2 separate regions of the Mus musculus genome follow, and region 1 is linked to region 2. Evidence: chromatin contacts called from public HiChIP or PLAC-seq data. All regions are on one chromosome and are shown on one strand. Each heading gives the region's core, a stretch centred on a gene start, on an enhancer-like site or on the middle of the called end of the contact. The rest is flanking DNA. Distances are from core to core; before and after follow the strand shown. Region 1 has its middle 14 kb from the start of Fyb. Region 2 overlaps C9 (complement component 9).

Region 1 (5,452 bases), core at 598-3,097, 94 kb after region 2:
CATCATTATTCCGGGGGCCTATTTGCTGCCATTACTTGCCACAGACTATCACGACTTTCCTGGGGTTCCTCTGTGCTCACTACCTACAAAACTCAGGCTTGCTCATCATGATGGTGTGTCCAGGATCCAAGTTCTGGAAGATAGAGATGTTATTTCTCCAGGAAAAAGGTTATCTCTTGATGCTTCTCCCCTTCATCTGGCCACTGACTTGGGGGAGATGCATTTACATGTGTGTGATCTGACATACATGCTCTTACAGCTCATGCAATCCATGGTTTCCAGTTTCCATGTGGATTTTTCAAGGTCATAATTGAGGTCAGTCTGTAGACTTCAGGAGAAGCAATGCCATGAAGGATAAGCCAGGAGGAGAATTTCGAAGGCTCATCACATCATGACTTGCAAAGCCAATGCCAGCTGAGGTCAGGCAGGTGACTTTCATGACGGGACCAAGTAGAGCAAGCCATGCCAGCTCTCTAGACCACTAATGGGATTAGACTCTCACAGGCAGCCAGACGTCTGTCTGAATGTGAAAATGCCCAGTCTACATTTCCCTTTTCAATGTTATTGTTGTTCTGTTTCTGTTTTTTTTTTAGTTCAAATTTACAGAAAAGCTTAAACAATAATTCCTGAAATCCTTCATTCTCATCATTTAAATTCATTCAGATTTTTAACATTTTGACGCATCACACGTGTTTATATAAATACTTCATAAACCACCTGAGTACATAAACTATGTAAAATGGAATAACTAGTTCTTAAATTTTTCAGTATGCATCTCTTACAAAATGATTATCAAGCCTACAAACCATAACAGTTGTATATTATTGATGGCTCATCTTGAAATTTCTTCATCTTGGTCCAAATTATTTTGGAATCCTTGTTTTTATTCCAAATCAAAGGTCTAATAAAGATTAAAACCTTGCTTTGGTTATGTGCTGTTGGCATAAATGTCCCCTGATGCTTTAAATACACACTTGAAATTTTTATACATGTATACAATGTATCTTGATCATATTCACCCTTTTTCTGCACCCAGGACTTTTCAGCACATCTCCTTCTCATTTCCAGGTGCTCATTTTCTAGTTATTAATTAATTGATTAATTAACTGAGCCCACAGAGTGCAATTAGTACTGCCAGTGTGCACATGAGTGTTAGGTCACCCACTGGAGCATGGGGGACCTGCTGTGGCCATACTCCTCAAAGCAAGATGATGCTCCTCCCTCAGCAGCCATCAACTACCAATAACTTGTCAACTGGGACAGGACAAGATTTAATGAATCAGGACATAACGATATTACCACGTGATAATATCGTTAGGAGGCGAGTGTGAGAGAATAATGTGACCTGAGCTTACATACAGATGTGCAGGAGTCCAGGTGAAGTTACGGGGAAGGCAGGAATTGAGAGAAGTGGGTGCTGTGTGCGACTATAGATGTCTTCCAAGTTAATAAAACAGTGTCACTTGCCACTGAGGGTTTGGAATATGGAATATTAAAGCACTTACCTAGAGTAAGTCTATAGGTTCAATACCCAGAACTCAAGAAAGTTTTAAAAAAATGTCTTTTTTTTTTTTTTTTTTAACCCTAAGGGTTGGAAACCCAATGAAATGCTTTAAGCAAATGTGATTCGTTTATCACAGAGAGATCGTGACAGGCCTACGGGGAAAGGATCCTATTTGAAGAAAAGCAGTACTGTAAGAGGCTGTGTTAGTGCCAGACAGGAAGACTAGAGGCAGTGCTCGGTGGGGGAGGGGAGGGCGAAATTCCAAAGATACTTGGGAGGCTGAGAGACAGGGACACGCTGACAGGAGGTAAGACTGTGAGTCAGAAAAAGGAGTCTAAAACAGATTGCCAACTCATGTGTCTCATGTCCGGTCGGCCGGACAGCCAGAGAACATTGACCGGTGTGTGTTCACTGGATCGGAAAGACAGGGACCAGGGAGCGTGAGGATAAGAGGTTAACAAGAAACACAGTGAGCAGTCAGGGGTAGGGTGCAAGCCAGATGGGGCCTCTCCAGGCACTCCAGCCCTATAGGGAACTTGCTATCCAAATCAAAGGGGTGGAGCCAGAAGGAAGGGGAGGAAACATTGCGGTTTTGCTGAAAGTCTTCCCTGTGTTCTCAGCTGACCTTGAGGCTTTCCTTTCCCCACTTTAAAAAAAAAAAAATCTGGTCAAGACATTCATCAAGAATGAAGAAACTGTGACTATTCTCGAATCTTCTATTTTAAACATTTAATCTTTTTTTTAATTTTCCTTATATTTTTCTATCAAATACTGATGTCATCAAATTGTACTTTTTGTGCAAAGAAAAACTCTAGATAAACCAAGTTAAACCATTCGTGTGGGAGGTCATAATTAGATATCAAATCCTTCCGTGTCTCCCCCCCCCCATTCCTATTCAAATTCATAGCCTCTTTTATTTTCACTGTTGCTACTTAGATATATTTCTAAATTCATAAATACAACCCGCTCGATCTGTATAATGGTACTCATATGTACATTCTTCTGCGCTGACATTTGTTATTGCCAGCCAGTCCGTGTGCATTTCCCTGGGAAAGAGTATCTCTCCTGGATTCAGCATTCCTTAGTCGCCTTTATGTCTTAATGTAGGGTTGAGACCTCATCACTATTTTTTTTTTTTTTTTTTTTTGTCCATGTTGATTCTGTTGTTGTTGTTAATATTTGGATATCTATGTACCTCAACTGTGTGCAGTACCCATGGAGAACAGAAGAGGGCACCACAATCCACGGGAACTGGGGGTCCAGCAGATGCTGAGCCACTGTTTGGGTACCCAGGTCCTCGGGATAAACAACCAGTGTCCTTAAGCAGTAAGCACTGTCTCCAGCCCTGGCCCTGTAGGTTTTTTAAAGTCTTATTCTCCAATGTAACTATGTCTCTAGGATCTTTAGAAGCTCAGAGATGGAAACTAACTCCGCCAGAGAGTTTTTTAAAAGAAAAGAGAAATGAGACGAATAATGTCGAGGTTTTTTTAAAAAGGACAAAATACAGAAGAGAAAAGCCACTGCCGTTTGGGGGGGGGTTCTTTGTTTGTTTGTTTGTTTTTGTTTTTTGGGTTTTTTTGTTGGTGGTGAGTTTTTTGTTTGTTTGGGGGTTTTGTTTGGGGGTTTTGTTTTGTTTGTTTGTTGTTTGTTGTTTTTGTTTTTGTTTGGTTTTTCGAGACAGGGTTTCTCTGTGTAGCCTTGGCTGTCCTGGAACTCACTTTGTAGACCAGGCTGGCCTCGAACACAGAAATCCACCTGCCTCTGCCTCCCAAGTGCTGGGATTAAAGGCATGTGCCACCATGCCCGGCTTGTTTTTGTTTTTGTTTTTGTTTTTCACACATTACATAGGAGCCAGTCCTGCACGGTATGGCTTGTGATGTTTCTCTCTGCGTGCAGAAGTCTTGAGGTAAGGAAGAAGAAGTGGCCACAAAAGCCAAAGGGAATCAGCAGACTTCACATTGTCTCCCCATTCCTACAGAACCCACTCCCCTCTCCATCCCCCGTGGGTCTGGGCACCATGCAGCCTAACGCCGCAGACTGTAAGCTCAGTGGAGGGAGGGATGTCTTTTTTGGATGAGCTGTGGTCGGGACATATTCGGTTCACAAAGCTCTTGACCATCACGAAGGCATCTCGAACTTTCCCTGAGACATCCATTCATTTGAACTTCACCTACTCCACGTCAGTTTTGGTGGTGGAAGGGCGTGACCCTGCTGCCAAATTCACTCCTTTGCTGAACAGCCAGAAGGGAGCCCCAGAGCTATCAAACTGCACTTAGATCCCTGTCACGAAGGAAGCTGTTAGGACTGTGTTGAAGGCAGACTCTTGGCCAAATGAGTTTCATTCCCAAACAGGCTTTAAAGGCCAGAAGAACTAACATAGCCACCAACACCAGATCACCATATTTGAAACAGGACTGCCTTGGGCGTCGGTTTCAGGTTGGTCACTATTTTTTTTAAAGACCCAGAATATTAAATATTATTTTTCAATTGAGTTGGAGTGTTTTAATTGCTAAAATGAAGCAACAATAATAGTAAGTTCTCCATCTAATGTGGAAACAGAGAAGCAAGCATGTGGACAACAACGGATGTGAGCAGTTATCATTTTCCTGGTCCAGTGGAACGGGGTCTGATTTCTCAACCTGAGCGAGGGTGGGCTGAGTTAGAGGAATTTGCAGAGGTAGTGAAGGAGGGCTCTGATACCCCACACACTCATTTGATCCTCCCAGGCCCTGCCCCGCTCTACACTGACTCGTCTTTCCTTGTGTTGTGCCCTAGAGCAGCGCAGGATGGGGGATAGCAGCTTGGGCTTGGCATCCGTACCCACAAAGTTAGAGACGTGATTTTATTTCTATTTAACTGTTCAGGTTTTCCTGTGATTTACCAAAGCTTTTACTGGGAAGTAAGCACGAGAATAATGAAAACATTATCTATCAGTTTCTTCTTAAAATTATGTTGTGTGTGTGTGTGTGTGTGTGTGTGTGTGTGTGTGTGTGTGTGTGAAAGAGAGAGAGAGACAGAGAGACAGAGAGACAGAGAGATCACTTGAGCACATTCACAGTACCTTTTATCTTATTTGCAACATGGTCTCTTCTCCATCCAGCACTCTATACACCACTCACTCACTATACAGCAGGACTACAAGCTTCCTAACTTGCAACATGGTTGCTGCCACAGGGCTTTATCTGAGTTCCTATGATTCAAAGTTAATTCCTCATGCTTGCATGATAAGCACTTTCCCCAGTGAGGCCTTTCCGCCAGCCTAGCAGGTTTCTTTTAGGACATAATGAAAGCAATTCTTTCCAACTCTTCCGTTAACACTATCTCCAGAAGGATTCAAGGTGACAAAAGAAAAAAGAAAAAAAATGCACTCTTTATGATGTGTCTTCTTGCCTCTAGATCAGTGGTTCTCAACCGGTGAGTCGCAACCCCACATATCAGATAGCCTTCGTATCAGTTAATTATATCATGATTCATAACAGTAACAAGATTACAGCTATGAAATTGCAATGAAAATAATTTTATGATCAGGAGTTACCATACTATGAGGACCTGTACTCAAGGGTTGCAGCATTAGGAGAGCTGAAAAACCACTGCTGCAGTTGGAGGAACAAATGTCAAGGCAATATGTTATCCTGAAAGTATAGGGAAGGCGCTCTGCCTTTGCCATATCTACTACACAAACAAAAAACCCAACATTCTCAGACTGCTCTATCCTAGAAGATGTCAAAACACCCACCAAAAGGATGTGGGGGTAAAGACCCTCACAGGAACCCTATGGAAGGATGGGCTTCAGCCCCAAGCCTCTACTTTCAGTTTCCTTAGGGAGGAAAAAGAGGCATCCTGATTGACAGCTGGTGAGGGATGCAGAGGGAGGAGCTGAGGTTCATAGTAACTTCTTTTGTTTGTCCATTTCACAGCCCTTATCAAAATATAGGAATCTCTTGTTCT
Region 2 (5,789 bases), core at 1,651-4,150:
AAAGTCATCAATTTCCCACAGATCTAGGGGAAATTTGGAGATTATGGTCTTTTCTCCATACTGTCATGATTGCCATACGTAAGCTCAAACTTTTGTGCGTGAAAGCCAACCTTTTTTCTAAAAAAATTACTTTTCTGACCCAATTTGATGGCTCATCTGGAAAACACTTGTTACCAAACCGGGAGATCTAAGTTTTATCCTTGAGACCCAGATGGTAGAATAAGGAAACAGGTTCACCCAAATTGTTACCTGACTTCCACACATGCACCAGTACCCACACGCACACTCAACAGAAATGATTTTATGTTTGAGTCCGTGTCTTACTATATAGACTTGTCTTGACTAGAACTCACCATGTGGACCAGGCTGACCTCAAACTCTCAGAGATCTACTTGTCTCTGCCTCTGAGGTGTTGTGATTAAAAGCATGAGCCACTATGTCTGACAGTCACATTTTTTAAGTACTTTTCTAAGTGGAATATAAAAGACATGGCACCTTTAGCCATTGCTGATAGGTGAAAGTTGACTGGCATGTTGTCTTATTTGGCTTTTGACGCTCAAATCTTCACTTGGTAGTTTCCCTGTCTTTACTACCATTAAGCTCTGGGAGTGAAATATGTAAGATGTAAATATGTAAGATGGTCTCCATGTTTGGATACTGGATGCCCAGATGGTGGCACTGTTTTGAGAAATTGTGCAGTCTTTATGGCATGAAGTCTATCTCAACCCTAGCTCCAGTTTAAATGTCTCTGCTTCTGCCTCCTCAATGTGAACAAGCTGTCAGACAATGCTCCCACTGTGATAGTCAGAGCTGTTTGCACATACTTTATTGTATACTTCTCACTATTACAGACACACTGTGTTCCCAATATACTCATTCCAGTGTCAGAAACAGTGAGCCAAAAAGTGAGCCTTTTCCCTCTTATGCTTGTGTCAGATATTTTGATCACAGTGATCGCATAATAATTAATTTAGCTTTTCTGACAAGCTTTGTAGCTCCTGTATAAAGGTAAAATTTGTATGATGGTAAGGGCTGGGTGGCCACTCAGGATTAGTTATCAACATATATTAAGAGAGTAAACACACTGGTTTCCCCCTTTTCTACATCTAAAAAGACATAGGTTCAGCATTTTCAGTATGTTTTAGTCTCTAGGAGAAAGACACAGTTTCTGCCCTGTATATTACTTACAGCCCTGGGATATTTGGAACAGTATCCAATAATCAAACACATTAAGCTTTCTCTTGCAAGGCTAATCTATCTTTGCACAATGTGGAATAAATGAAATGTATAAATCATTTTTATGAGTTCTGGTGGGATTGGTGCCTCCACAAGAGTTTTTCCATCGAGCTTATAAAAAAAATAGTCACGAATGCAGACTTGCGCTCTGATTTGGTACCAAGCAGGGAAGAGAGCTGGTTGAATTGAGACCTTACTAAGCACCGATGTCACCTGGATCCTGTGAGTGCCGGTGGCCACTTTAGACCAATCTGTCATAGCCTTGGAAAACAAATAGCCAAGCGTGTCATATTACACATGAATTCTATGAGTAGAGATCTCTATTATAACTTACAAAGGACTTTTTCTTTAGTTTCAAATGCTGGGTAAAGTAAATCATTTGCCACATTTTGTATGTCAGTCCAGAACCCACTTTAAATATACTTTCTTATTGCCCACTACTAACTGCTAGGTACAGTGAGTACTCATAGATTTATGCCTGATAAATGGAGTTTTATTACTATTGTGAGTGGTGGTGCACACACACGCACACACACCGTGAAGCTCACATGGAGTTCAGAGGACACCTTGAAAGGGTCCGCTGTATCTTTCTACCATGTGGGTCCCAAGGTTGGGATTTGAGTCATGGGCATTGGTAGCAAGCACAATTACCCATTGACCCATCATGCCAACTTACATGAGCTATTTTTTAAGTAAGTTATTGTCTTTTGTTATGTGAAAGCATTATGCTGGTCTGTCTTGATACCTTACTCTTATTCATCTCCCTCACTTGATGTTTCTTGTCTCAAATTTTCTATAGCTTAAAACCCATCCCTCATGGGTAGGATCCCTACCTCAGCCCGAAGCTATGAGATCTTTGGTAAAGCACTTACTATATGACTTAGTTTCCTCACGTTGAAAACAGAAATAACGGTGCAAACCTCATGGCTATAAAGGTATCTAAATCTGTAAATCTCTCCAAGGGTTCTTGGCACATAGCAATGGGTTATTTTTAGAGCACAATTAGTGAAAGACTTAGCCAAGTCTAGGAACTTCATCAGTGGTTACATAAGAGGTTGATGATGAATAGTGACCACTTTCCTAACTCAGAAGGAGTGCGAAAACAACCAAGGTCTGTAAAACATGAAGACGGTGAAATATTATATTTACAGAAGAGATCCTTTTCAACCTGTTTTTCCTTGGCTCACTCTTGGTAATTGAAATGAATACTTGGTAAACCCAAATCAGGCTTTGTGGTTTTATTGTACTGCTCAAACCTGGATCTCTGTAGACACGTAAGACTTAGGATATAAACAAGGGTTGATGAAGTACACTCAGGTTCTAACCACCCCTTTCATCCCAGAAGCACTGGAAATTCTGGGTGAAGGTATCTGCCATCTTACTGCCATCACCTCCCAGCCCTGAGCTAATCCATCTCAATATTCTTTGGAGCTGTCTGTGTTCAGGACACTCTACTTCTTGGTGTTGCCAGTTTTTCTGTTTGCTTCGGTGAGCTCATGTTTCACAGTCTCCCTGAGTGGTTGGTGCCTTTCCTTCCTGTAAGCTAGGTGTTCGCTTCGTTACGATGACTACAAATGCAGTTTTTTGCTCATCTCTTTCTCTGACCTAGACAACTGTGACTCCCATTGTCTGCAGTTATCACACAGACAGCATACCTAACAGTGACACCCCTGTGTGGCTCTCAATTGCAGGATGGAAGAAGTATCTTTCCTTATCACCGAGCTTAAATCCTGACTGCATTTCCAGGACTCCCTTTAAAGGTCCGTTTCAAAGTTCACAGTCGTTGATCAATCACAGAGTTGTAATGCTATAACACTAGCTTTATATTCTCCATCTCCAACTGGCTTTGTCTAGGACTTTTGTCATCTAAAATACTACCAACTTAGAATTCTCATCTAAAGTACTACTGATAGTCTTACTAGCTTTCCAGCCTCTAGTTTTCTCAATTTGAGAGGTTTGGAAAGAAACTCAAAATACAATACGTATAGAAAGCTGGTAAAGGTGCCCTGAAAAGTTTCTTTGTACACATGGATAATAGAATGATGAACCATAAGTCATCCATGTGATGAAAAGCATCTCTCTGAGATAGTGAGATGGAAAGTCATCAGATTGACTTATAGCTCAGTGCAAATCTACACCAAACTCAGTCATTTCATTCTGCCACTTAGTTGGTAAAGTGTCTCACTATAGCCATCAAAGTTATAGCTACCTTCTTTGGCAGGAGTAGAAGGTCATTTTTATTTGAGTTCTGACTGCTTGTCCTCCTATTTTATTAAAATCCCCTGTCTTTCAGATGTCTGTCTGGGAAATAACTGCAGTAATGGTTTTGCTTGCCTCTCAGTTTGGGAGTTTGTTTGTTTGTTTTTTGTTTTGTTTTGTTTTTGTCTATCATAAACACTCCGTGCTGATTGATACAGTAATCCTCCATTTACTACAGAATTCTGAATAACTCACATCACAGAGTATATTAATTACTTGATCCTTGAAAGAATAATTAAATGCATACATGTGCATTACTACTTTTTAAAAGCTGACATGTTTAATGAAGGCAAGAAATTTTAATCAAATGGACATTCACAAAATGACAAATTGTCCTTATAGGTGACAGTGACATGCAAACAGAGGGTTGACGAACATTTCAATTAGTCTTTCTACTGGCAGCTTGAGTCCATTTAGAAAGTTTGATAGCCTATAAAGGTGATGTATACATTTTTGTTTCCTTGTTTTATATTGATATTTCCCAAGGAATAAATATGTAGATTTTCCCTATAAAAGTTGCTATAAGAATCATGATTTATAAGTTAACCTTCATGAGTTCCAATTTTGAATTAAAAGTAGGGTCAAATCATGAAGGAGTTCAGGCCATTTTGAGTAGGTTGGACTTAATTAATGCCAAAGATGAAGAAACCACAGAGTGTCATTTTAGATGTTTGAGTTTGATGAAGATGCACTACAAAGAAAGATGACCACAGCCTATGAGAATGGAAATATGGAATCCAAGGAGATAGCAACAGAATATCTGGGTCTGCAATGGGCACAGACTGTGGACGGAGGAGATGAAACACGGCACAGTGTAAGTGTTAGGATCATTGTGATGAGCTGAAGAGAGAGTAGGATCAATGCCTAACCCTAAACTTAGACTTCCTGGCTAGAATTTAAGTACCTTCACTTTAGACATAGTAGACAACTCATCTTAAATCTCATGGTTTTCTACAGAACAAGGTGATCATAGATGTTTGCAGGGACTAAACATGCTAATAATTGTAAAATACTGGAACATGCCTAATACATAAAATGTATGGAGAGAGAAAGTCAGATCCTTCTTCAGTGAATAGTGCAAGATCAGAAGAGATCTGAGGGTTCGATGTATGAGAACTCTATTAAAGTAGGAATACATTCTAAGAGAACAACAACCAAATTTTGGTAATTTTGAGTTCGGAGCTTTCTGTGATACGTACATAGCTATCATACGAGGAGTAAATAGGATCGATCTAAAAGCAAAGAGAGTCCCAGAAAGTGGTCTCCACTTACACAATCATTGAATTCTCAAAAAGGCCTGAGATCACACAGAAAAATATATAAAAAAGGAAAAGAGAAGAGAAGTGGAGATTTCAAAACAAGCCAATGCTTGCTTTTTTATTTTTAGGATCACAGACACATTTGCAATTCGAGGATCTTGCTGAAGAATTAATGATTTTGTCACTGTACAATGGCTTTCTTTATCTCTTCATACAGTTCTTTACTTAAACTCTTTTTTTTTTTTTTATCAGATACAAGTTTGGCTACCTCCATTCTGCTTTTGTTTCCATTTGTATGGAAATGTATGTACATTCTCTCTTTCAATCGAATGGGCATCCTTAGAAGTGAGGTGGGTGTCTTGCAAGCAGCATGTGGTCAGGACCTGTGGGTTTTTATCTATTCAGCTATTCTGTATCTCTCAATTGGACAATGGATCCCATTTACTTTTGAGGTAATTATTGGTAGGTAGGACTGACCTCTGCCTTGGTTTGTTGCTGAGGTTAGCATTCCTTCTTCTTTTCTTCTGGATTAGATGGATTTTCGTTTGTTTGCTTGTTTGTTTGTTCCATGGTGATGTTTTGACTATTTCATGCTTTATATTTTCACTCTAGGTTCTTGCTTCGCATTCGTCATGCCTCGCCATGAGGCTTTCTTAAATCATCTTATAGTTACAAACTTTTTCTTTTTTTTCCACATTATTAACAGTTTTTAACATTATTAACAGTTTAACCTCAATCTCATAAAAATGAAACTTTTTTGTTAGTTTTTAATTTTTTTTATTACGTATTTTCCTCAATTACATTTCCAATGCTATCCCAAAAGTCCCCCATACCCTCCCCCCCCACTTCTCTACCCACCCATTCCCATTTTTTTTTTGGCCCTGGCGTTCCCCTGTACTGCAGCATATAAAGTTTGTGTGTCCAATGGGCCTCTCTTTCCAGTGATGGCCGACTAGGCCATCTTTTGATACATATGCAGCTAGAGTCAAGAGCTCCGGGGTACTGGTTAGTTCATAATGTTGTTCCACCTATAGG

Evidence for each region. HiChIP or PLAC-seq counts read pairs in DNA pulled down with a chosen protein or histone mark.
Region 1: a contact with region 2 is called in an H3K27ac HiChIP or PLAC-seq map of extraembryonic endoderm stem cells. The contact joins two enhancer-like sites. A contact is called at or near these places in 1 of 15 datasets of contacts at CTCF or cohesin (CD8 T cells), 11 of 484 Hi-C or Micro-C datasets (3T3-L1-derived adipocytes, CD4 single positive thymocytes, CD8 T cells and 7 more), 6 of 115 datasets of contacts at active chromatin or transcription factors (bone marrow-derived dendritic cells, bone marrow-derived macrophages, embryonic stem cells and 3 more) and 3 of 9 other capture datasets (adipose tissue, liver and pancreatic islet).

What each region holds. Positions count from the first base shown.
Region 1 is chr15:6,563,319-6,568,770 of GRCm38.p6, forward strand. It overlaps a transcript of Fyb not described here. Among named protein-coding and RNA genes, the nearest start is that of Fyb, 14 kb to the right of the region's middle. Within about 2 kb of position 1,848, at least 158 of the 459 cell types and tissues checked have an H3K27ac peak or open chromatin away from gene starts, as enhancers often do. A contact at or near this core is called in extraembryonic endoderm stem cells, where this site is marked.
Region 2 is chr15:6,468,366-6,474,154 of GRCm38.p6, forward strand. The region is part of intron 5 of C9 (complement component 9); the gene reads left to right. Among named protein-coding and RNA genes, the nearest start is that of C9, 26 kb to the left of the region's middle. Within about 2 kb of position 2,901, at least 4 of the 459 cell types and tissues checked have an H3K27ac peak or open chromatin away from gene starts, as enhancers often do. A contact at or near this core is called in extraembryonic endoderm stem cells, where this site is marked.